Linked DNA regions of Pan troglodytes: regions 2, 3 and 4 are each linked to region 1. A link is a contact called in public Hi-C and HiChIP or PLAC-seq data. All regions are on one chromosome and are shown on one strand. Each heading gives the region's core, a stretch centred on a gene start, on an enhancer-like site or on the middle of the called end of the contact. The rest is flanking DNA. Distances are from core to core; before and after follow the strand shown. Region 1 holds the start of MEIS1 (Meis homeobox 1). Region 2 overlaps LOC100612620 (a long non-coding RNA gene). Region 3 holds the start of ETAA1 (ETAA1 activator of ATR kinase). Region 4 holds the start of SPRED2 (sprouty related EVH1 domain containing 2).

The links. Hi-C and Micro-C count contacts between places; a contact is called where the count stands out from the background. HiChIP or PLAC-seq counts read pairs in DNA pulled down with a chosen protein or histone mark.
Region 2: a contact with region 1 is called in a Hi-C map of induced pluripotent stem cells, with 2.8 times the contacts expected there. The contact joins the enhancer-like site here to the promoter of MEIS1 in region 1. A contact is called at or near these places in 2 of 7 Hi-C or Micro-C datasets (induced pluripotent stem cells and stem cell-derived neural progenitor cells) and 1 of 1 datasets of contacts at active chromatin or transcription factors (stem cell-derived excitatory neurons).
Region 3: a contact with region 1 is called in an H3K4me3 HiChIP or PLAC-seq map of stem cell-derived excitatory neurons, with 6 times the contacts expected there. The contact joins the promoter of ETAA1 here to the promoter of MEIS1 in region 1. A contact is called at or near these places in 1 of 7 Hi-C or Micro-C datasets (stem cell-derived neural progenitor cells) and 1 of 1 datasets of contacts at active chromatin or transcription factors (stem cell-derived excitatory neurons).
Region 4: a Hi-C map of induced pluripotent stem cells shows a contact between it and region 1, with 2.8 times the contacts expected there. The contact joins the promoter of SPRED2 here to the promoter of MEIS1 in region 1. A contact is called at or near these places in 1 of 7 Hi-C or Micro-C datasets (induced pluripotent stem cells) and 1 of 1 datasets of contacts at active chromatin or transcription factors (stem cell-derived excitatory neurons).

What each region holds. Positions count from the first base shown.
Region 1 is chr12:56,289,607-56,292,576 of NHGRI_mPanTro3-v2.0_pri, forward strand. MEIS1 (Meis homeobox 1) reads right to left here and starts at 1,392. Exons shown (of 13, transcript XM_063789038.1): 1 at 652-1,392. The coding sequence starts at 663.
Region 2 is chr12:55,397,695-55,400,864 of NHGRI_mPanTro3-v2.0_pri, forward strand. LOC100612620 (a long non-coding RNA gene) reads left to right here. Exons shown (of 8, transcript XR_010149111.1): 4 at 2,360-2,399. Among named protein-coding and RNA genes, the nearest start is that of ETAA1, 72 kb to the left of the region's middle. Within about 2 kb of position 1,372, at least 3 of the 24 cell types and tissues checked have an H3K27ac peak or open chromatin away from gene starts, as enhancers often do. A contact at or near this core is called in induced pluripotent stem cells, where this site is marked.
Region 3 is chr12:55,326,083-55,328,846 of NHGRI_mPanTro3-v2.0_pri, forward strand. ETAA1 (ETAA1 activator of ATR kinase) reads right to left here and starts at 1,365. Exons shown (of 6, transcript XM_001167176.7): 1 at 980-1,365. The coding sequence starts at 1,202. LOC100612620 (a long non-coding RNA gene) reads left to right here and starts at 357. Exons shown (of 8, transcript XR_010149111.1): 1 at 357-731.
Region 4 is chr12:57,282,717-57,285,478 of NHGRI_mPanTro3-v2.0_pri, forward strand. SPRED2 (sprouty related EVH1 domain containing 2) reads left to right here and starts at 1,305. Exons shown (of 7, transcript XM_063789766.1): 1 at 1,305-1,337. It overlaps LOC104004996 (a long non-coding RNA gene), which reads right to left and starts at 158. Exons shown (of 7, transcript XR_010149417.1): 1 at 45-158.

The DNA.
Region 1 (2,970 bases), core at 142-2,641:
ACTTTACTCTCACTGCATTTCCATTGAAAAAGGAATATGGGGAAATTAGTATTGCATTTTTAAAGTGAGTAACTGTGTGCTTAGTATTCAATTAGTAGAGGGCTTATCTAAGAGAAACTTGCAAAATATTGCCTTGTATACAAGTCTATACAAATTGAAATTACTATAAAAAGATGAATGTTTTTTGACCAAAAAATTGGCTATACTATGACAAAGTTATTTCCTTTAAAAAGCTGAATACTTCTAGTGATATTAAAGATGAGCATAATCAATAACATATCAGAAGTTTCCAGCTGTATATTTTAGTTTAAACATAACTTTAAACTTCTGATCTCTGAATGTTCAAATTACAGCTTTAGGTATCTAGCTTTAAAAAAAAAAAAACCCAGATGATTGTTTGAGCTTGCATTTTTATTTATATAGCTGCTGGTTAGGAATCTATAGATAAATAGATTCCTTTAATTAACAACTCCAAGTAACATACATAAGTCTACAAATGCATTGAATAAATCCTCTCGCTTAGGCCACGGCTTTAGGAGCCTCATTTTTTAAAAGAGAGAGAGAAAAAAAGGAAACTTTTTAGCAGTGTCTTTCGGCCACGTTTCAATTTAATCTCACATTTGAGTTCCACAATTGTTTTTTAATACGTACCCTTTGCGCCATCGGCCTCTCTGGCTCCCTTCCTACTTCAACTTCTAATATATCCTCTTTAAGGCCAGTGTGAAAAGAAACAAATATTCAAACTCCCCGGGAAAAAAAAAAAAAAAAAAGCACGACGAAAAATCCCTTAACGTCTCCAGCAACGTGAGCTACTGGTCCCAGATCTTCGGTCTACGGGACCTGAAGCAAAGCGCCCGAGTCACTGAGCATAAAAGCGCTCCGTTTCCAAGACAGCAGCGGGGGCAAAAAAAAGCAGATCTTCTCTCCCCCAAAAATCAGTTTAAAAAAAAAAAAAAGAAAGAAAGAAAGAAAAGGAAAAAAAAGAGCGCCCCTCAGACCCAACTACCAAATCTCATGGCTTTCTGCCACTCCAGCTGTCAATCACAGGCGAGGTTGTCAACGTGGTGAATGAATGATCATCCGCTCTGTCTTCTTCTGGTCAGAACACCTCAAATGTTAATATTCAAATGCACAAAGCCCTAGCGCTCGCTTCCCTTGAATCAGTCCTAATTCCTAATCAGTTTCTCTCTTCTCTCTCTCTCTTTCTTTCTCTCCCTCTCTCTCTCCCTCTTTGCAAGTGCTGCACTGGAGGGAGATTAGAGAAGGAGGGTTAAAAAAAATGTCTGTCTGAGTTTGTCTTAAAGGAGCCACGATCGATGCTGCCCGTTTGCAGTCCCCGTGCGTGTGTAAAGTGTGTGTTGCACAGGCGGAGAGGTGGATTCCGACCAGAATGCTAGAACCCGGAAGTAGTGGTGGCCATAACAGGTCGCGTCTTACACAATGCATTGGGCTGCAGCAAGTAGGCTCCTCGGCAGGGGTGGGTGCGCGAAGCGAGCTCTGGCCGCACTGGAGAGGCAGAGAGGCGCTCCATTAAATCGCACGCCCAGGCACAAACACCACACACCCAGGGCACACGCACACAAACGCAGGCAGTAGCCCGCGGCCGCCGGCTTTATTTTCAGTATTCTTTTCTCTCCCTCCCCCTGCAGACTCTCTCCCCAAAGCCGACTCTCTTGAAATAAATTGGGAATCAACGCCGGGCAGGCAGCAGCGGAATTTATTTTGCACAGGGCTCCGCGCATAGACTTCATGACTTTCCTCGAAATTATTGGGGTCTGCCAGTGTTTTTCGGGGCAGGGGGTGATGCGCAAAGTACTGAATTCTCAGAACTAAACACTGCAAGGAGAAAAGTCAAAGCGGGATCGTGGAGGAAAAGGAGGAGGGAGAAGCCGGGTTGGGAAAGCCTCTGCTAAGGAGTCCTGAGAACATGGGGTTGAGGTGGCTCGGGCTTTCTGCAGACCCAGCTTAGAGGTTTCTTTGCTGTTAGAGGTGGACGCCCGGCCGGGGGAAAGAAAATGCTAGCATTTTGTCACTTCGGGTCTGGACTCCCCCACCTCCTAGCCCCGGCGGCTCCCAGCCCCAGCCCAGGCGTCCTGCGCGAAGTAGAGAGGAAGGGAGGGAACAATGAGCTGAGCGCGGGGAATGTGCCCCCAGCGCCTGTTTACAAACACCAAGCTATTTATGATCGCCGGAAAGCGAAACCCGGCGCGGGCTCGCAGCAGCCCAGACCTCGCGGGCGGAGCCGGGGCCAGGGAGCCGCTGGGAGGGAGGCTCTTTCTCCGACCCGCTCGGGGTGAGGCGGCCGTGCGCCCAGGGCGCGGCGCGGCGCGACGCTGCCGGAGTGCTAGGCTCGGGCTGCAGCCACCGCTGCCTTTGTCTTAGAGGCGCCGAGGGGCTCCAGCCTCGACCTCTCCCGGGCCTGTAAGAACCTCGCGCCCCACTAGCTCTTTCTCCAGCGAAGCCCTGCCCTCACCACCCCAGACATCCTTCCCCGCGCTCCTCTTTCCCGTCCCCAACCTGGCTCGGCGAAACCTCCCAGTGCCAGAGAAAAAGAAATCCGCTTCGGAAGCTGAGATTTCAGACAAAAGCTGCCTGTACCTACAACTCGGAGGCTCCAACCAACCACTGTTTTTTGTTTTGTTTTGTTTTTAACTTTAACACCTATTGCCTGGGCTTTAATTCCCCCTCACCCCTTCTCTTTATTCTCCCGCTCTAAGCTTCTCCCTTGTGATTATATTTAGTGGCATTATTTTCGTATTTATATTTCTGTCCGCTGGGCTCTGATCTGCCGAGATGGCTCAGCCGCAGCAGCTCTACCAGCGGCTGGAAACCTCACATCCACAAGCAGGGCTCGCAGCTCGCTCGGCTCCGAGAGGATTTTTCCCCCTCCCTCCAGCTGAAACCTCGCAGAAAACTCCCCCTGCGGTCGACTGGAAAATGAGCTCACCCAAATCTCGGTAGGCAGCCGTG
Region 2 (3,170 bases), core at 122-2,621, 890 kb before region 1:
TTTCTTGCTCCTCATAGAACAAACCCATTTTAAGATTATTTTTCCTCCTTGGTATAAATTTTAAAATTTATTTTAAACAAATCACTTATTTAATATCATAAATTACAGCAATAAAATGACCAAGAGATGAGAGTGCGTTTGACTTTTTAGGTTAGTTTATAAAACAGTTGCAAAGTTCTATATCTAAGTAGCGTTATTGCCATCTTATAACGGCAGAACTTGGGGATAGGCAGTGGAGCGAAGTTCAGAATCTTGGGCTTTGTTTTCTTCAGTCCTTCTACAAAGGTTGCTTAGCACAGATACTGAACTCTTAGAGAAGTTACAATCATTTTTAATCCGTTTCTTCACAGTCTGTTTTTTGTCTGGATTCTGTTGTACAGCATAACAGATAAGCAGATCCCTAATGAGTTCAGAGCCAGCCAGTTAGTTCCTGGATATGTTACAGGTCCTTGTTAATCCAGTTAGGTATAGCAGGTTACTCATTTTTCCCATTTCTGCCCTTCACCTTGCCCTCCACTAAGATTTCTAATTTTATTGCAGAAAGATCTACCTTTTAGCAATGAAGAAATCATTGTTATTATTTTTAAAAAGCAATAGTGGTGAGAGTAATTCTAGGCAAAGTATTACAGAAAAAGTAAACAGCATGAGATGGTGGTTCTACAATTCCCTACAAGACCATCTGTTTTCCCAATGAAAAATCTAGTGCTTCCTCGAGTTATGTTTTAAAAGGCTTAAGCAATCATTCAGATAATCAGACTTCATTGCTATGAAATTTCATCAAAGTGTACTCAATCCTTGAACTCATATCTGGGTCCATTTTGCCAATCAGATAAAACTTCCTAGGCTTTTTCCTAGAGGCATGAGTGGTTAACTTGATCTTATTGCACTGCAAAAGATTTTGTGCTACACATCATTTTTCATAAAAGCTATTTGTTGTGTTAGGAGAACTCCAGAGAGACTGCTTGTTAGAATAGATTTTGGGGGTGGGGGTGGGCCAGCGCTGGTTCTGCTTTGTCACTTTGGACCAAATGAAAATTCTTAGAAATTCTTAAAAATTAACCTCAGAGGACATGAGGAGGCAAAAAGGTGATACAGAGGAAATTAGTGGCTTGATAAGTAAAGATGTTATTTCTCATGAACAGACCAATAATTATTTTTAAAAAAACCCAAAGAAATCTATAATTTGGAAGCACTGAATTCCTTTGTCTTAAGATTGTCACTTGCTTCTTCTTTCAGTTGGCATAGGGGTTAAAGCCACCTGACTCTTTTTTTTTTTCCGTTGTAAAGGTCAGCCAACGCATGCCCACTCTTGTCCACATGAGCACAAACAGCCTTTGCGTTGAAAAAGCACTAGGTGGTGCCCATTTTCTTTGCTGGTGAAAGGGCTGGATTCCCCAAGGGAGTCACTCTGGGCAAGTTCATCAGGCCCTGGCCCACATAGCAGAGTGCACTTCTCTCACAGATGACCAGGAGCATGGTGTCACAGTCTGTCCCTTCCCTGATGCATCCTGGGGCTTGCCTGTTTTAGGACAGAGCTTTGATTTGGGGATACAGTGTTTTTACATGTGAGGATAGGAGTAGAGGAGGGTGGTGGCAAAAAGCTTCGAGTGTTCCCTTTGAAAATGAAAGATAAGAGGAATAAAGGCTGCAACACTGCCATCTGCATTTGTAAAAAGTCATAGTATATCTCTGCCAAGGCTGTCCTCCTGCCAGATCATCTGAACAATGCAGTGCACATGCTAATTTTATTTTTTCCCACTTTTGCCTGTAATCAAACTGTGAAAATAAGGAAAATGAAGGTTAATCTTAAATTTCAATTTGTTTCTTCACAAAAATAATTATTTGTTAAATAAAGCATGGCTAAATTGAAGATTTTGCATGCCCGTGTCTCTCCCCAATACCTACCATTTGAAGAGGTGGCTCTATACTACTGAGTTCTTTCCTTTAAAAAAAAATCTTATTAGGCACGCTTAACAGATTGTTGCTTTGTGTTCAAGGAGAGCAGATAACTGGCTAAGAAGATTTTTTTTTTCCAGAATAATTTTATCCAGGCGATATACCCATCGGATCTGTTTTAGAATGTAGAACTGTTTAGAAAGTTTTTGTTCTTGTAAAGATCTGGTGGCAGCAATTGAGCATAATCATGTTATTGTCATAAAAAGAAAAGAAGAAAAGAATATAACAATTTTTTTCTAGTAGACATATGTCTTGTCTATCTATAACCTATTCCCTGAAATTTGGCCTAGTAGAGTTAGTTTGTTCAAATATATTTATTTTGTTTTAGAGAAAGCAAGAAAATTGTTTTTTTGAATGCCAAAGAAATAGATTCTTGTAGTAAAATCTGAATCTTGTTTCACAGGTTGGTGAACCATACTCCAACAGAAAGGGGAAATAAAACTGTAAGTAGTTTTAAAAAGTTGAACTAAGAGAAAAGCTTTATTATGAAATTATGAGGATTATTTCTGTGCACTGGCTGCCCCGTCATATGTCATGGCATGTGGCGGGTTGACTGCTCATTAATTCTATTTATATCAGTATGATAATCCACCCCACTGAGTATGCATGTGTTAAAATATTCATAAATTATGTTTATTGTGACCAAATATACATTCAATGCCAAAAGAAGACCATTATTTAAAGACAAAACTAGTCAACAGTCAAACAAGCAAAGCCTTTTTACTGTCAGTCCAGTACATTATGTTTTATCAAATTCACATGAATTGCTTCTCCTTCCAGTGCCCCATAAGGAATGTTTATCCTTTGTTTTTAAACTATGCAAAGAAATAGACTTCACTGAAAGGAACAGATTTGGAAAACAAAAGCTGTTACATGATCTCAGACTAATAATAACATCGGCTGGAAGAAACCATCTAGGGAAATGCACTTTTGGCTTCCAAAATTATTTGATCCCTAATATACCCTTGACTTGAATTTGATGGCATTTCATAAAATCATAGACTAAGTTAAATAAAGCAGCTAACTTTTTTTGATAAACTAGGCTGCCAATAGAATTTTAAGTTTGTACATTTTTTGTTTGAAAACAAAAAAAGGATAGTTAAGAAAATCTAGAAGGTTGAGAATTGAGACCAGTAATTAAACTATACTGCGGCAGACCGTTTTGGAACTTATTACTTCCAAATGAAGCAATCCTTAACTACTCTATTTTGAAT
Region 3 (2,764 bases), core at 115-2,614, 960 kb before region 1:
TAAAGACATGTAAGGTGGCCGGGCGCGGTGGCTGTAATCCCAGCACTTTGGGAGGCCGAGGCGGGTGGATCACGAGGTCAGGAAATCGAGACCATCCTGGCTAACACGGTGAAACCCCTGTCTCTACCAAAAATACAAAAAATTAGCCAGGCGAGGTGGCACACGCCTGTAGTCCCAGCTACTTGGGAGGCTGAGGCAGGAGAATCGCTTGAACCCGGGAGGCGGAGGTTGCAGTGAGCCGAGATTGTGCTACTGCACTCCAGCCTGGGTGACAGAGCGAGATTCTTTCCCAAAAGAAAAAAGACACGTAAGGTAAAAAAAAAAAAAAAAAAAAAAAAAAAAAGCACTATTTCAAGAACATGCTCCAGAATAAAGGCTTTTGTATGAGTTTCAGTTCCAACTAAGATTTACTAGAAGTCTTTTAAAAAGTAACACCTAAAACTAATCGAGACGAAAGAGATCCTTAGTATCTTATTTGGAGGGATGTTACACACAGGAACTTCCGGTTTATTCACAATGAGGTGAGACATCTACCAGGCTTTGAGACAAACTTTTAACTTTTCCTATGAACTCTTCTCTAAAGCAGGTCACGGGGAAAAAAAGGGTTTAAAGAGAACTAACTTCTCCGGGCAAAAACTGAGGTTAGCGGGCCTATCAGCTGTTTCTTCTCACTCCACCACTGCTGCTGACTGGAGGAGCAGCCTGGAAAGCAGCCGCCCTCCCGCAAACAGGTAAACCACATTACCTATTCCTGTGGCGGAGGCAAATGGATGGTCAAACCTAACGGGGTAGTGCTTAAGTTCGGGGACAAAAGCCCATCGGGGAGTGGTATAGGATTATTTTTGGACTCTCGAGGGGTGAATCCCAGAGACAGAATACACGCTCCAGACTCCACCCCCACCCCAGATTTCCCTGTTGCAAGCTGGGCTGTGGGGATGCGGCGCCGAACCCAAGGCAGGCCGCGCTGCCGACGTCTCACCCTCGGGGTTACTTTTACTGCACAAGGCGGCGGTCGGAGGCTGCTCTCGCTGCCGCACTGGCCCGGGAGGCCCCTCTCTAGCCCCGCAGGGCCACGAACCGCGGGCCGATCTCAGCCGCCTCCTCCCTGGCTCGACCACCGAGCCGCATTCCTCCGCCGCCGCTGTTTTGTGCGGCGTTTTCTTCGGGCTAGGGCTGTCATCATGTTTCCTTCGCCGACTCATTGCCTATGGCCCGCCTCCACCAGCCGCTTCTTCTTTCACATTTTGCAAAGGGATGAGTAGGGCAACAGCACTACAAACCGCACCCGGCACCAACGGCAGCCGCCATTTTGGTCGGTGGGGCGCGCGCAAGATGCGGCCGCTGATTGGCTGGGTCCGGGAGAGGGGCGGAACTGTTAAGGTGCCCAGGGCGCGCGCACTTCCGCAGCCGGGACAGGAGCCTGCTCTGGAGGAGTGTCTAGGCTCAAAATCCTCCAGACTGGTGGGGGTTGTTCGGGTAGTAGTCGAGAGTGGGAGCTTGTGAGTTGGAAAGGAGATTGAATACACTAGCAACTTTTTATTGAATTTACAACGAAAATTGCACGTTAGTCAAATTCAGATTATTGAGAGTCTTCGAATTTCTCAAGAAGAGGAAATACAGCTAATTTTTCATAGATGATATGTGCATAGAAAAATCCAAAAGAAAGTAGAAAAAATTACTAAATTAATTTAGAGTTGCTGGATACAAAGTCAATATTCAAAGACCAATGTGTTTCAATAGATTAGCAACAAATATAAAATTGAAGTTTTAAAGAGGTACTATTTATAATAGTGCATGAGATAGCAAGTAACTAGGAATAAGTTAAAGATTGTCCTTCCTACAAAGAGAACTATAAAACATTTTTGAGGCCGGGCGCCATGGCTCAAGCCTGTAATCCCAGCACTTTGGGAGGCCGAGGCAGGCGGATCACGAGGTCAGGAGTTCAAGACCAGCCTGGCCAGCATGGCGAAACCCCGTCTCTACTAAAAATACAAAAAATTAGCCGGGTATGGTGGTGCGTGCCTGTAGTCCCGGCTACTGGGGAGGCCAAGGCAGGAGAATTGCTTGAACCTGGGAGGCGGAGGTTGCAATGAGCCGAGATTGCGCCACTGCACTTGCAGTGAGCCGAGATCGCGCATCTGCACTCCAGCCTGGGCGACAGAGGGGGACTTCGTGTAAAATAAGTAAATACATACATACATACATACAAAAATTAGCCAGGCGTGGTGGCGGGTGCCTGTAATCCCAGCTACTCGGGAGCTGAGGCAGAGAATTGCTTGAACCCGGGAGGTGGAGCTTGCAGTGAGCCGAGATTGCGCCACTGCACTCCAGCCTGGGCAACAGAGCAAGACCCTGTCTCAAAAAAAAAAAAAAAAATTTTTTTTTGAAAGAAAACGAAGACCTAAATAAATGGTTACCCTATGTTCATGGGTTGTGAGACTCAATATTGTTACAATGTCAGCTATTTCCAAACTGACCTATAGATTCAACATAAATACATATGAAGGCCCAGTGTGTGACTGTGTGTGTGTAACATGGTAAGTCTTTTCTAAAATTTATATGAAAATGCAAGGGACCAAAATTATCAATAAACTCTTGAAGATCTCTCGAAGAATAATGAGGGTTGATATCTACCAGGTATCAAGACTTATGTAAAGTTATAGTAATTAAGACAGTGTTATGATGGTGTCAGGATAGACAAAGATGAAAGAAACAGGATAGCACAGAAACAGACTTCCATATAAATGAACACGATTTAAGACAA
Region 4 (2,762 bases), core at 55-2,554, 990 kb after region 1:
GATCCCACCCCCGCCCCTGGGGAAATCTACACTGCCGGCCCTACCGGACGAGAGGGGGGAGAAGGACACGAACGAGAGAGCGGATTGCAGAGGAGGCTAAAATGTCCGCTTCTCCTGGCGCCCGAGCCAGGCGGGAGGGGTGGGGGCCGCGGACGGCTTCCCAGTGAAACAGGACCTGCGGGGCTACTGAGCATGCCCGTCCCCGGCCGCGGAGGGTCGCTCCGGCTCCGCGCTCCGGGCTTTCCGGGCAGCCCGCGGGAAGGGCCGGGGTGGGGGTGCTCCCTCGCCCAGGACTCGGAACTGAGAAGCCTGTAGGTGGGGGACCTGCTGGGGGCCCCGCTGGGTTTGCGTGAAGTTGTGAGCAGATCGATATTACTTTTGAAGCTTTACGATCCTACTCTGACTGAGCACTATTGATTTGATCGTGTTCAGAGATTCCCGCAGCCCCCTGTTCTGCCGGTTGTGGGGAGAGACAGGGATGTGGGTCCTTAGCTCTTTCAGCAGTGACATCAATTAAAGCCCTAAATCTGTGATATCCCCTATTCCAGCAACAATCCAATGGACTTTGATAACACCTTGATGTTCAGATCAACAGACATATCTGAGTTATTCGCCCAATGTCCTCATTTATTCTATGGAGCTGCAGGAGTCAGACTTGCCTCAACCACAGTAATTGATGGGGAGGACCAAGAAGTGACCTGCTAGTAATGTTTCCATCAAAAGGCCCCTTTTGGGTGTTGAACAAGACAGAAGAGAACTGGCAGGCTTCATTTAAAGGAACATGAAGGACAGAGTGGAGGGGGGCATTTGGTAAACCAGCTGGCCAGAGAGAGGAAAGGGCTATCAGGAATCTGTATAGCCCATTTAAGATTCCCAGCAACCCTATGTTGTGGGTACTATTCCGACCCAACAGACACTGAACCCAAGGCTCAGTGGACCTAAGGGCCTGCCTGAGATAGCCCAGCTGGAGTATGGTACCAGGTGATCCCAGTGGGGACTTGGGGACTTCTGGACCTCAGAATATTTATCATTGTTCCCCTGGCAACCTGGTCCATAGGCTGGGCCAGTCGTTCACTGCTATTAAGCAGAGAGCTGGCTGAGTGAGTGGTGATGACACCAATTTAACCTGCTCATAGAGCTGGCCTACCTGCAGAAATTAATCACCTCACCTGCCACCTTGCCATTTGTGTACCTTGAAACTGGAGGGTGGAGCCCAAGAGATGCCCACAGGGTGGATAATTTTGACATGGGTAAGTGCCTGTGTTCTGGGAAGTTCAGGAATAACAGGGTGGGATCTCTTTCAGCACTCCAAGGTAGAAGAGCAACCATGGCCAAAGGTGAGACTTGGGTAGATTCCTTAGCCATCTGGGGATTTGGAAGACAATGAGATCTTGCCTTTGCTTAGTACTTTCTCAGGAACTCTCAATGGCCTCAAAAACTGATAAAGACAAGCTTGGCCTTGTTATTCCTGTTTTATAAAGAAACTCACTCGGGGTCTCAGGACTGCTAGGAGAAAACCAGAACCAAGCTGTTCCATCCCCTGGTTCATGCCCTCCCCACCACCACACATCACCAGCGTGAACCCCACTCCATGTCTACAGAGATCATGGCTGTGATAAGCACAAAGCCTGGAGTAAACCACCAGTTTATCCCTGACTCAAGGTGAAACTTTTTGGAGCATTTGTGGCTCTTATATGCATGTAAATTTTAGGAATACTAAATTTGAGGCATTTATTTATTTATTTAGAGACAAAGTTTTGCTCTTGTTGCCCAGGCTGGAGTGCAATGGTGCAATCTCGGCACACTGCAGCCTCCTCCTCCTGGGTTCAAACAATTCTCCTGCCTCGGCCTTCTGAGTAGCTGGGATTATGGGCGCCCACTACCACACCCAACTAATTTTTATATTTTTAGTAGAGACAGGGTTTTGCCATGTTGGCCAGGCTGGTCTCAAACGCCTGACCTCAGGTGATCTGCCCACCTCAGCCTCCCAAAGTGCTGGGATTACAGGCATGAGCCACTGCGCCCAGCCTGAGGCAAATATTTAATCTCTTAACCTGTTCAGTGGTTGCTATTTAGTTAACATCGTATCTGGATTGTCCCATGGACATTCAAGAGGATGGAAAAGTCTACTGTGTTTGGAGAGCAGCAAGGGATAGGGACTATGTCTCTTGTTTCTTTTTCTTTCTTTCTTTCTTCTTCTTCTTTTTTTTTTTTTTTTTTTTTTTTTTTTTGAGATGGAGTTTTGCTCTTGTTGCCCAGGCTGGGGTGCAGTGGCACAATCTTGGCTCACCGCCACCTTCACCTCCTGGGTTCAAGCGATTCACCTGCCTCAGCTCCCGAGTAGCTGAGATTACAGGCACGCGCCACCACGCCCGGCTAATTCTGTATTTTTAGTACAGACGATGTTTCACCATGTTGGTCAGGCTGGTCTCGAACTCCCGACCTCAGGTGATCTGCCCGCCTCGGCCTTCCAAAGTGCTGGGATTACAGGCGTGTGCCACCGCGCCCGGCCGGGGCTGCTTCTTAACGCGAGAAATTCCATAATTTCTACGGAAATGCAAACGTTTCTGGGCTGTGCTGGGTTGACCTTTTTCTTTGCATGAGTAATGATTCTTAAAAACATCCGTTCCTTGGCCGGGCGCGGTGGCCCATGCCTATAATCCCAGCACTTTGGGATGCCGAGGCAGGCGGATCACGAGGTCAAGAAATCGAGACCATCCTGGCCAACATGGTGAAACCCCCTCCCTACTAAAAATACAAAA